Regions from separate parts of the Mus musculus genome. Here all the other regions are linked to region 2. Evidence: chromatin contacts called from public HiChIP or PLAC-seq and promoter capture Hi-C data. All regions are on one chromosome and are shown on one strand. The core of a region is the stretch at or near the end of the contact, and the rest is flanking DNA. Distances in the headings are between cores, read along the strand shown. Region 1 has its middle 21 kb from the start of Sh3bgrl. Region 2 holds the start of Hmgn5 (high-mobility group nucleosome binding domain 5). Region 3 has its middle 57 kb from the start of Gm23322.

The links. Promoter capture Hi-C pulls out the DNA fragments that hold promoters and counts their contacts. HiChIP or PLAC-seq counts read pairs in DNA pulled down with a chosen protein or histone mark.
Region 1: a contact with region 2 is called in a promoter capture Hi-C map of trophoblast stem cells, with 2.7 times the contacts expected there. The contact joins the enhancer-like site here to the promoter of Hmgn5 in region 2. A contact is called at or near these places in 11 of 39 promoter capture datasets (the 3T3-L1 cell line, 3T3-L1-derived adipocytes, the C10 cell line and 6 more), 2 of 15 datasets of contacts at CTCF or cohesin (pro-B cells and stem cell-derived epiblast-like cells), 32 of 484 Hi-C or Micro-C datasets (the G1E-ER4 cell line, Sertoli cells, adipose-derived mesenchymal stem cells and 15 more), 7 of 115 datasets of contacts at active chromatin or transcription factors (bone marrow-derived macrophages, embryonic stem cells, epiblast stem cells and 3 more) and 3 of 9 other capture datasets (adipose tissue, embryonic stem cells and liver).
Region 3: a contact with region 2 is called in an H3K27ac HiChIP or PLAC-seq map of extraembryonic endoderm stem cells. The contact joins the enhancer-like site here to the promoter of Hmgn5 in region 2. A contact is called at or near these places in 3 of 39 promoter capture datasets (3T3-L1-derived adipocytes, cranial neural crest and liver) and 2 of 115 datasets of contacts at active chromatin or transcription factors (extraembryonic endoderm stem cells and trophoblast stem cells).

The regions. Positions count from the first base shown.
Region 1 is chrX:109,072,607-109,076,751 of GRCm38.p6, reverse strand. No RefSeq gene overlaps it. Among named protein-coding and RNA genes, the nearest start is that of Sh3bgrl, 21 kb to the left of the region's middle. Within about 2 kb of position 2,646, at least 5 of the 459 cell types and tissues checked have an H3K27ac peak or open chromatin away from gene starts, as enhancers often do. A contact at or near this core is called in trophoblast stem cells, where this site is marked.
Region 2 is chrX:109,011,470-109,015,558 of GRCm38.p6, reverse strand. Hmgn5 (high-mobility group nucleosome binding domain 5) reads left to right here and starts at 2,179. Exons shown (of 6, transcript NM_016710.2): 1 at 2,179-2,307. The coding sequence starts at 2,293.
Region 3 is chrX:108,950,881-108,955,254 of GRCm38.p6, reverse strand. No RefSeq gene overlaps it. Among named protein-coding and RNA genes, the nearest start is that of Gm23322, 57 kb to the left of the region's middle. Within about 2 kb of position 1,989, at least 1 of the 459 cell types and tissues checked has an H3K27ac peak or open chromatin away from gene starts, as enhancers often do. A contact at or near this core is called in extraembryonic endoderm stem cells, where this site is marked.

The DNA.
Region 1 (4,145 bases), core at 1,397-3,896, 61 kb before region 2:
AAATGAGAATATCAGCAGTAGAGCTCAGATGAATTAACATACAATGTTTTGCTGAGTAACTTTTCGCTTTTATTCCTCACCTGGGATGAAGTGATGTGCAAGAGAAGAAAGCAACCTTAGGACACTTCCAGATAAGTATTGGGTTCAGGGTTCTGGCCACATACAAATTGTGGTTTATTGGTACAATCACTAGAGGGCACCACTGGCTCATAGAAGAAAAACGTCTGGCACCTAGGAAAGCAGAGACTTTTCGAGAATTTTTTTTTTTTTTTTTTTTTTTTTTTTTAACCAGCTCTCCACAGAATTTCAACAGGATAGAATGTTCTGTCATCCATTGTACCAGAGCACTTATAATTGAGGGTTTCATCAAATAATAGGATTACTGGCAAAATCAACAACCGTTTTCAAAACATTCTGATACTTGGAGGGGAAAAAAAATCTGATACTTAGATCAAAAAGCTATTGGTGCAATCCTCTTTCATCAGTGCCATTGGTTCCACAGGAGGAAAAGGTTAATTCAGTTACCATAAGAACAGATTAAATAACACTGTGCTGGAGAATGATAGTAGTTTAGGTTTTATTTCTTCCAAAGAGTCTGGTGTGACTCCCCTCCCCTATCCTCCTATACACTTTATAGATTTTTTTTGAGGTTTTATTTTATATTTTATTTTGTTATGTCTTAGGGCTTCTGTTGCTGTAGTGAAACACTATGAAGAAAGGACAAGCTGGGAAGGAAAGGGTTGATTTGGCTTATACTCCAAATTTCTGTTCATCATCAAAGGAAGTCAAGACAGGAACTCAAACAGAGCAGGGACCTGGAGGCAGGGGCTGACTCACAGGCCCTAGAGTGGTGCTGATTGTTGGCTTGCTTCCCAAGGCTTGCTCAGCCTCCATTCTTATAGAACACAGGACCACCAGTCCAGATGAGGCACCACCCAAAATGGGCTCGGCCCTCCCACCTCAATCACTAATTAAGAAAATGCCTTACCACCTGATCTCACAAAGACATTTTTCTCAATTGAGTTTCCCTCCTTTCAGATAACTCTAGCTTGTGTCAAGTTAATATAAGGCTAGCCAGCACAAGTTACTATTACAGAATTTTGTGATTTTCCAAAAACAAGACAAAACAAAAAATTTTGATTTATGGTAAAGGAAGTTGATAAATTTTCAGTTATAATAATTTTCATATTTTCCTGATTTCTCCTCCCAATAGTACTAATTAAGAGTCTTGGTGCCTTGAGAAAAATTCTATTTTCTAAATAGCATAATTCATATTTAGTCTTTCCCAAGACTCTCCCAAACACATTTTACAGATTGTCAGTGTAATGATCAAGTTCATGGATCTAGAGATTGTCTTATGACTTTGGACTAGATTTAATTATTATAAAATTCAGCTTCTACTTTTTGTGCAGAATGGTCATAATAATATTACCCAACTCCTAAAATGATAAAGCTATTAGATCATGCATGTTATTGCTTTTAGCAAGGCAGTAATGTAGTGTACAGTCAACACATAACTTCTTTTTAATGATTCTGTAAGTAACACACTTATGTATTGATATGATCTCATTAAGTAAAAGCTGTTTATAGTGTTGAATGTGATTTTCCATCATCTGTTCAGCAATAAACTCTGTGGCCAAAATATAAGATATAATAAAATTTACTAAGAAAAAAAAACACATAAACCAATTTGTACAATCATTTGAGTGTATTTCTAATATACAGCACTCATTATATATTTTAGAACTGAGTAGACATGATAATTATTTTCATAATAGCAAATCTTTTGTATGCATTTACTTACATAATTGCCACAGTTAAATGAAGTATACACTATTAATACCCATATCATCTGGGTTCCAGAAGCAAACTTTCAATGTTAAGGTACTTTCCCAAGAACTTTTAGATAATGTACAGTAGCGTGAGTATCTTGGGTTTTAAAAAACAATCTGCTTTTTTCCTTTTATTAAAAATTGATTTTTCATATTGTTCTGGGAGTACTGCTTAACCAATACCCCCAGAGCTCATGTCTCTAGCTGCATATGTAACAGAAGATGGCCTAGTCGGCCATCATTGGGAAGAGAGGCCCCTTGGTCTTGCAAACTTTATATGCCCCAGTACAGGGGAACGCCAGGGCCAAGAAGCAGGAGTGAGTGAGTAGGAGAGTGGGGGGGAGGAGGGGAGGGGGGGCATTTGGGATAGCATTTGAAATGTAAATAAAGAAAATATCTAATAAAAAAAGAAAAAATATTTTTTATCACATAATATATCTTACTTACAGTTTCCTGTCCCTCTCCCAGTTTGTCCCCACCTCCTGCCCCCCTTTCTGTCTCTCATTAGAAAACAAACAAGCTTCTAATAAATAATAATAAATACAATATAATATACAAAAAACTAATCCAAAAAGACCCAGACAATCAGAAGAAAAAGAGGCACAAGAAACAGATCTACTTGTTCTCACACTCAGGAAACAGAACACTAAACTGTGAACCATGACATATATATGCAAAAGGCCTGCTGTAGACTATTTGCTGCTTCGGTTTCTGCATTCCTATGAGCTTCCATCATGCTGATTTAGAGGGCCTCTTTCTCCAGGTGTCCTCCATCCCCTCTGGCTCCTACTTTCTACTTCCTCTTCGCTAGGGTTCCCTGAGGCCTGAGGGAAGAATTTGAATACATCCTGTTTACTGCTGATTGTTCCAAGGTGTCTCACTCTGCACAATGTCTGGCTATAGGTCGTCATACTTGTTCCCATCTGCTGCATGAGGAAGTTTCTCTGAAAACGGCACTCATCTATGAGTATAACTTAATGTCATTAGGAATCATTTTATTGCGTTTTTTAAGAGCAGTAGTATTGGACTGGAGATACGGCTCAGTGCTTAAGAGCACTGACTATTTTTCCAGAGGTCTTGAGTTCAATTCTCAGAAGCCACGTGGTGGCTTCAGAACCTTCTGTAATGGGTTCTGATGCCCTCTTCTGGTGTGTCTGAACACAGCTACAGTGTACTCATATAAATAAAATAAATAAATTTTTAAAAGAGCAGTAGTATTTAGTTTTGACTTTACACTTGATTCCTGGGTTATCTAATCTCTAGTGTTTGGTCCCATTCCCACGAAGTGTAGGGGATAGAAATCATAAAGCATGTTTAGCCTTTCTCAAAAGCTTTGTGCCACTAGCCTATCTTGCAGTCAGGACACTATTGTCAAAGCTTTTGTGGCTGGGTTGGTGTTTGTTTCTCTTTTGGTAATGTGTAGAGCACCAAAAATGCTAGAATGTAAGGTGAGGCTCTATATAGGCACCAGCTCATCTTCTCCATGTTCAATGAGTTGTGGAGGTACTGTCTTCAGCAATGAGGTCTTGCTGTCAGTTTGTACAGAACAACCTATAATCTTGGCAACAGCCTGGGTGGTTTGGCACTTTCCATGGGCCCCCTTTAGCCCCCCTTAATCTTTGACCAACTACATTAGATGTAATCCAGTAAGTGGAATTGAAGCGTCATTTGATGACAAAAGATAGCCAGGTAGGGCTCTGACTCTCCTATGTTTTGGCAATTTCATTTAACACACCTTCGTTATATATTATAAATTTCACATATACAATATATACTATATGACATATATAAATTATATATAATATATGTAACTGTAGTGGCTATTCCTGGTTGTCAACTTGAATATATCTGAAATGAACTACAATCCAGAATTGGAAGGCTCACCTGTGATCCTAATCTGGAGGCTGGGAGATACAAGTTTCTGACCTGGATTTTGGTAAGGAGAACTTGAGGCATAGTGGCTATGAATTCCAGAAGATTAAGACAAGGAGATTTCTGAGTTCAAGCTCATCTGGGACAAAGCAAACCCCAGATCCAGGCTTGGTGGCACACACCTTTAATCTGGCCACACCTTCTGCTGGATACCTACATAAGGACATTGGAAGAGGGAAGATTTATTCTCTCTTCTTCTCCTACTTGCCATGTAGGACTAAGCAACTGCTAGATCCTTGGACTTCCATTCACAGCTGCTGTTGATTATTGTTGGGGAGTTGGACTACAGAGTGAAAGTCATCAACAAATTCCCTTACTATATAGAGACTACCCATAAGTTCTGTGACTCTAGAGAACTCTGACTAATACAGGTACCAGTAG
Region 2 (4,089 bases), core at 930-3,429:
AACTTCACAATTCATATAATATATGCAACTTTGATTTGTAAATACATATGCATCTGTTTTCTCAATCCTACAGAGCTACAAAAATCCTTAAGGGCAGAAACTGTGTACTGCCACTTTGCATGCCACAGGGGGTTGCATTTATATAAGCGAGTTACAAAAACAAAAATCTAACCCACAAAATAATGATAAATAAGAATACTTGGAATGGATGCATTCCATCACTAACACATTTTCATTCTCTTCATTTTTCCCTTATCCTTATGAGACAATTCTTATATTGAAACCAATTTTCTCTCAGAAAATCAAATTACTGAAATATACCTAGGTTCTTTCAACTATGCTTTCACTTAAAGGTAACTAAAAGGCCATCTGGAGCCTGGTCAGATGACACATAACTGCAGGCCAAGGAAGCAAATGTAAATGCGCCTTTCAGTTGTCTTCTTGCATGAGAATGCAGTGTGAAGTCACTTGAGTAGGTTCAGTAGGTCTTAGGGTAAGTGGTTTGTTTAACTCCCCAGGCTAAACGCTAGGGAAGATGGGACAAAACTCGAAAGGATAGGCTCTGTCAGGGTGCGTTTTAGATTGGACAGATGGTTTGGTAATCTGTAAATCAATTTGGTTTGTTGTTTGTTTGTTTGTTTGTTTGTTTGTGGCAGGATGTCTATTTAGCCTAGAATGACTTGAATCTCAGCATCTCACTGCTACCTTGCCACCACCAATCCGGGCTAGTATTCTTTGAAACGGATGGTCTGCTTTTTCTTTAAGCTACAGGAACAGAAAAAGAGTTGGGGGAGGGGACACAATGAAGCAGAGTCTCACTAGGTAACTCTGGCTTGCTTGTTGTATGTAGACCAGGCTAGTCTTGATCTCACAGTGATCTGCCTGATTCTGCCTCCCAAGTGCTGGGATTAAAGCCATACACCACTAGGCTGGGGCCTAAATTTTTAAGTAACTGTTTAAAAGGTTAATTTCCTTTTCTGATTAGACTTTCAGCTTAGGGAATGGAGACTGTTGTTGAAGCACTTTTAAATACAATTAGCTCTTTCAACAACTGAAGCAAAGCACATCTCAAAAAAGGCTGCAGGGACCCGGCTTGCCTAGTTCCAGTAACAATTAGCAGCCCTCAGCACTCTGTTTTAACCGGATTTTTTTCTAAGCATATTATTCTTTTCTTTTCACCAAACGTTTAGGTCTCAGACTCTGACACTAGAGGGCAAATGGAAGATTCTCAGAACAGAAAGCTGCTACTTAAACACCTTCTGAGACTAGAATAGGTTCAGGGGGCACTTCTGTGGGCCAAAAAATTAAAAAAAAAATAATAAATAAGGAGACACCTCAAGTTTCAGTAATAAAGATAACGAATGGTTTGGTTTGGTTTTCTATGTAGCCCTAAATATCATCTTTGAATTACAAATCCATTAAAGTCACTGTTTTTCCTCTGGGTGACCTCTGTTATTACTGACTTCCCGCGTGGCCCCTTTTAATTCTTGCTAGATTCTCTCCAGGCGGAGTACTAGCTCTTTTAGAAGGTAGGCGGCCTGCAGTGGAGTCCTGCTCTTCCAGGTCCCGGATTTATTGCTACTCTCCACCTGAGGGAGGCGCGCAGTTCTGGCACCCTTCTAAAGCCAGGACCACAGTTCAGCATTGGCGGGAAGTTCTCACGACCAGAAACGTTCCCTACTCTTTTTCTGGTCTCTAAACGGGTGAGCCTGTCACTCCAACCTCGCCCTTTTGCTAACTGGGAAAGACTGGAGCTTCTGGCTCAATCCAGTCTCAAAAGGGCCCGCCACCCCGCGCGAAGAAGGAAGGGGGGTGGAGATCGTGGGGGGAAAAAAACCAACTGTTTGAGCTTTCGCTTGTCGTTCTAACTTAAAAAAAAAGGTGAAAAGGCAAGAAAACTGGATTTCCTGCTGGTCACGTTGGAGCACTAGGCGTCTGCTAAGTGCGTGGACTCCGGCACCCTAGAGGCAGTCAAAGCCGGCAGCATACGAGGGCTTCGGGCAAGTTCGCGGGCCACGCCTTCCGAACCGGCCACCTCCCCTCATTGGCCTGACAGCCTGTCACTCCAACCTGGCTCCCACTTCGGGTAACCATTCACGTAGTTTGGTTGCGTCTTGGCGTGTTTAATGTTGCCAATAACGAGAGATTTTTTTTAGGGGGAGGGGGGACGCGAGTACATATCGTGCTGCAATTAGTTCATTGAAAACTCAGTCGCTCGCGGAGCGGTCAGGCAGAGACTCCTCTCGGCTTTTTTCCCTCCTGCCTAAGGATCTCCAACGGAGAGCTGCAACAATGCCCAAAAGAAAGGTAAGTGAAATGGGAAGATAGACGGGATATTAGCTGCCGAAATACATATTTCCTACCGCAGAGATTTGTATCTTTTTGAAAGATCATTTTGGCTTCTAGTTTGATTTTATGATGTCCTGAATGGAAGGCGAGGGAAAGGTAGCGATCCGTCTGTGTTTGGTTTCAGAAGGTCTCGTATGCAACTGGTAGTTCACTTTTGGCTTGTTTTGTTTAAGGGAGAGAATCGTTTGAGAGGTGTCTCCATGCTGAATTACAAACAGCCATAGCGCTGTGCTGTCGCTTCCTACCCCACCCCCCTTCCTCCGCTTACCCTATTGGAGAACTCTTCTCCCAACCACACTTCCAGCGCCAGCTTCCTCCTCTACCTCCCGTTTTTCTCAGAGAACCATCCCGTTTGGGGGAACGAAAGCCCTGGCTTTCTCTTGTTTTTTGCCTTTGTTCTTTCCGTTTTCTTTTTTTCCTTTTTCCCCCCTCTTCCCTCCTCCACTTCTTGTCATGCCAGATGGCTATGCAATGGTAATCCTGTGCCATTAGGCGGCGCAGACTTCAAACTGTCCTAGAGAAGGGAGAGATTCACCGCTGTAATTAGAAACTTTAGATCTGAGAGATTTGGCACTCTCGGAACTCTCTAGTTAAAGGTGGAAAGGTGATTAGAGAGCCGCGTCCGAGAAACTACTAACAGCGTTGGATGGTGGGGTGGCGTGAGATTAGTTCACTTTAGACATGGGGAGTTGATCCGAGCTACCAAGGGCTACAGGTCTTCTGTAACCCTTCACTTCAAAATTCCTGTCTCCGCGCACATATAAGTTGAAGCTCGGTGTTTGTGTGTTCCTCCACCACCCCTCCCCCTCCCCCGAGTATCTTACAACTAAAATGGAATGCTATTTCATTGCTTGGTGAAATCATAAAATGAAATACTGTGTTAATGTAAAAGCCTTATGATTGTTTATATATTCTTGTGAATCCGTCCGCCTTCCGTATTCCTAGAACATAGAAATGAGGCTGAAATTCCTCAGTGCTCTGGGGCTGTATCATTGAAATAATAGCCTGGTAATTCCCAGGGTAAAGGGCTACTCAGATACCGAAAGCAATTGTTTCTAATCACCACCCCCCTTCCCGAGACTCCTGCCGCCAGGCTCTTTTCGTCTTGTGCAATGGATCTTGCTATTTTGCAGAGCTGACAGCAACCTTGTAGCAGGTAGTGGCGGGAAGTTTTAAAATCCGCCTCCTGCTTCTCTGAACAAAACGTTAACGTTAGAACAAAGACCTCCTTCCTTGAAAGTATGGTGGGACTGTTGTTTTGTATGCAGAACTTGAGGAGGAAAATAGTCCATAATCAGTAGAGCTGGTCAGATAGATACAATTGCATAGCAAACATAAGGCAAGAAAGGGAAACTGCAAGAAGCTCCGCCTTCCTTCGTCCCGCCCAACCCTTGTTTTGGCTTTAACATTAGAGCAGGTGGATTTCAAAATGAAAATGGTGTGTTCTTAAGAGGCCTTATTTATTCAAAAAGGTTACACTGACTCTTTGTAAACAGGTCTTAAGCATGACCTTGCATCTTGGTCCACGTTTCATATTACTAAAACAGTAGGTGTTGAAGAGGGGCTAGAAGCAGCACGTGGTTGCTGGACCAGGAGCCCAGGGAAAAAGTCACAAGTGTCTAAAGTTGGCGACATTTTCTGCTCTACATGTTTATATTGATGATCCTCTTTCTTTCTTTCTTTCTTTCTTTCTTTCTTTCTTTCTTTCTTTCTTTCTTTCTTTCTTTCTTTCTTTCTTTT
Region 3 (4,374 bases), core at 740-3,239, 60 kb after region 2:
AAAAGTAAGTGGACAGTTAAGGTACTTAATGAACCTTCAATTCTCTCTATTATCAATAATCTGAGTAAGTACTTTAATTGCCTCCTCAAAAATATTTTGTGCTCTACTTCACTTGTATGCTTAAAGAAAACAATGGGATATTTAAATGTAGCCCTCTCAGAAAGAGAACATCTTTTCTTCTTCCCTTCTCTTATTAAGATTTATTTTTAGTTGCCTGTTTGTATGTGTGTGTGTGTGTGTGTGTGTGTGTGTGTGTGTCCACGTCGATAGGTGCCTGTGAATGCAGTGCACACAGAAGCCAAAAAAAAAAAAAAATGCTGAATCTCCTGAAGCTAGAGTTACAGATAGTGAGTGTTGAGTCACCCAGAAGAGGTACATTCCAGTTCTAGTAGAAGGAATGCTCTTAATCATTGAGCTATCTCTCCAGTCTCATCTTCTTTACCTCTTAAGTAATAAACAGGCAAATGACGTAGAGTCTACACTGCTATTTTTAAACCCTATCTCTCTCTCTTGTTTGGAGCTCTGTAGCCTTCCTCTCTTTGTAGACCAGGTTGGTGACGGATCCTCCTGCCTCTGTTTTCTGAATGCTGGGATTAAAGACATCCATTAACACCATCCATTTTAAACTAAATTTATAAAACTACTTCCATGACTAATTTCGGGTTTCATGCTTTTATTTTTCCCTTAACAACTTCAGCTGAGTATAGTAAAATATCATTAGAGGTCATGTTAATGCTAAGTAAAATGTCATTAGGAGTCATGTTAGTGCTATTAGGTTTTGTTTGTTTGGTTTTTGTATGTTGTTTTTAGAACAGCACTATTTATTTTATCCTAGGTGCTTAGACTATCTAGTCTTACGTTCTTGGTAAATGAAGCAGTGTCAGTTGGGTTCTATCTTGTGGAGTGGGCCTTAAGTCAAATCAGACATTTGTTGGTCACTCCCACAACTTTTTGTCACCATTGTCCTAGCATATCTTGCAGATAGGACACCATTGTAGATCAGGGGTTTGTGGCTGGCTTGGTGTTTATGTCTCTCCCCATATTTCTGTTTTCATCCTCATCTCTACTTGTTCTTTCTGTTCCCCCACTACCCATAATTATCTGTTTCCCTTTCCTGGAGAGAACTCTATGCACCCTCTCAGCAGCCCCTTTTTCAATACCTAATATTTGTGGTTCTAGTGATTGTAGCTTTGTTATCATTGCCTTAATAGCTGATATCCACATATAAGAGGACACATATCATATTTGTATTTCTGTGTCTGGGTCACCTCACTTGGGATGACTTCTTTTCTATTTCCAACCATTTACCTGATAATTTCATTTTTTTTTAAATGCATGAGTAATACTCATAGTTTATTGAGTTCTTTACATATTTTGGATATTAGCTGTCTACCAGATGTGTAGTTAGTAAAATTCTTTCCTCATTATGTAGGCTGCTGTTTTGTCCAAATGATAGGGGCTGAGAGTAAAAAAGTTAAGAGGGGAAGACTTGTGTGACCACTGGAGATGAGGGCAGATAGGAATGGAATGCCACAATAGGTTACAGAGCTGGGGATGAGACTGGAGGATTGGAGTGCAGGAACAGGGGGAGAGGTAAAGATATGAAGTTAGTTTATCTGTTTCCATAGCAGGAGTGACCTGCGGCTTCCCAGGGAGGACCTGGATCTTGGGCCTAAGATAATGCAATGAATGGAGGGAGGGAAGTTATGAGGAGTTAGGTTGCCTGTGATCCACTGGAGATGGGAGTTGGGGGGAAGGGAGGCTCCAGCAAGTTTTCTGCTACTAAGCTGGGCATAAAGCTGGGGACTGGACTTTTTTATTGGTTATTTTATGTATTTACATTTCAAATGTGTTCTCCCTTCCCAGTTTCCCCTCTGCAAATCCCCTATCCCATACCCCTGTCCCCTGCTTCTATGAGGGAGCTCTCCCACCCACCCGCTCCCACCTCATCGCACTAGCATTCCCCTGTGGTGGGGCATCTAATCTCCACAGGACCAAGGGCCTCTCCTCCCATTGATGCTAGATAAAGCCATCCTCTGCTACATCCAACTGTATATGTAGCCTCAAGTCCCTCCATGTGTACTCTTTGTTGATTTAGTCCCTGGGAACTCTGGGGGATCTGGTTGGTTGATATTGTTGTTCTTCTTATGGGGTTGCAAACCCCTTTAGCTTCTTCAGTCCTTCCCCTAACTCCTCCATTAGAGTTCCCTGTTCAGTCTAATATTGGCTGCAAGCATCTGCATGTATATTGGTCAGGCTCTGGTGGAGCCTCTCAGGGGACAGCTACACTAGGCTCCTGTCAGTAAACACTTTTTGGCATTAGAAATAGTGTCTGCATATGGGATGAATCCCCAAATGGGGCAGTCTCTGGGTGGCTTCTCCTTCAGTCTCTGCTCCACTCTTTGTCCCTACATTTCCTTTAGACAGGAGCAATTTTGTATTAATATTTTTGAGATGAATAGGTGGCCCCCATCTTTCAATCAGGGATGACATTAGCTGAAATATTCAACAAAGGGGAGAACCTGTAGAGACCATATCCAGAGGTTAAGCATGGCCCCTGGTTGAGGGATTCTTTTTGTCTAGGAGGCTGTTCATCATAAGATATTTTGAGCACTGAACCAAAACATTCAATTAATTATTTCAACAATGCCCAATACTGGTGTATAAAAACTTTGTCTGCTAACTTTAAGAACTTTCTTTTCTTTCTCTGTTGATTATTTATTTACTTTACAGCCTGGTTGTAGCTCTTTCCCATAATTTTTTTTCTCCCAGTCCCACTCTTATACCTCCTCTCCCAGTTCCCCTATTTCCTCCTCAGAGAAGTGGAGCCCCCCCTTCCATAGGTACCCACCTATCCTGGTACATCATGTCACAGTAGGACTAAGCTCATCCTCTCCCATTGAAGCCAGATAAGGCAGTGCAACTACGGGAAAGGGATCCAAAGGCTCAAAACAGAGTAAGAGACAGACCCCCTGCCCACTACTATAATTGTTAGGGGACAACATGAAGATCAAGCTGCACATCTGTTACATGTATGTAAGAGGCCTAGGTGCAGCCCATGTATACTCTTTGGTTGGTGATTCAATCTCTGTGAGCTCCCATGAGCCCAGGTTAGCTGTCTCTCTACATCTTCTTTTGCTGTTCTTGACCATTCAGCATCCCTCAATGCTTTGCCTTACTCTTCCACAGGATTCCCAATGTTTCACCTACTGTTTGGTTGTGGATCTCTGCATCTGTTTCCATTAACTGCTGGGTGTAGCCTCACAGAGGACAGTTATGCCAGGCTCCTGTCTGCAAGCATAGCAGAATATCATTAATAGTGTCAAGGCTTGACTCTCTCCCATGGAATGTGTCTCAAGTTGACCATTCTTTCAATATCTGCTCCATCTTTATTCCTGCACTTCTTTTTAAAAAAAGATTTATTTATTTATTATATGTAAGTACACTGTAGCTGTCTTCAGACACTCCAGAAGAGGGCATCAGATCTTGTTACAGATGGTTGTGAGCCACCATGTGGTTGCTGAAATTTGAACTCAGGACCTTCAGAAGAGCAGTCAATGCTCTTAACCACTGTGCTATCTCTTCAGCCTGCCTCCCGCCCCGTCATTCCTGCACTTCTTATAGGCAGGAAAAAATTTAGGTTGAAGATTTTGTGGAAGGTAATATAAGTTACTATGTAGCTCAAACTGGCTTTTAACCCATAATTGTCTTGCCTCATTTTCCTAATTGCAAAATAATGGATCTGTACCACCATGTCTGACATCAACTTTTAAATTATCAAGTATTAGTACATTATTATTAACATTATTGAATTTTTTCCAATGGGCCTTCTCCTCCAAGTCATATTCCTTTCATCATCATACTAATAACTTGTATGATGTTTCAGGTATGTTTATACTTTATTTTCAACTTGACCATGTGTTGAAATGTCCAAGTCTACCAGGATTGTTTTCTTTCTTTCTTTTTTTTTTTCCTAGAAAAGGTACCATTACTTTCATTCCAAAATACCATAATGGGCATGGCAACACATTTGTTCAATCCAAGCACTTGGGAGGTGGAGGAAAGATGATTAGGAGATCAAAGATAGCTTACATTTGGGTCTAGAGAGATGGTTCAGTGCTTAAGAGAACTGTTGTTCTTGCAGAAGAACCAGGTTCAACTTCTACCTCTCACATGGTGACTCACAAACATCTGAAACTCCAGTTCCTGGGAATCTGGTACCTTCTTTTGACCTCCTTGGGTACCAGCCTTGCATGTGAAACAAATACATACATTCAGGCAAAGCATTCATAATGAAATAAATACAATTGGAAAAATAAAATAAAAGTTATTCTTGCTATATTAATCATTTTTGAGGCTAGTCTACGTTGTGTG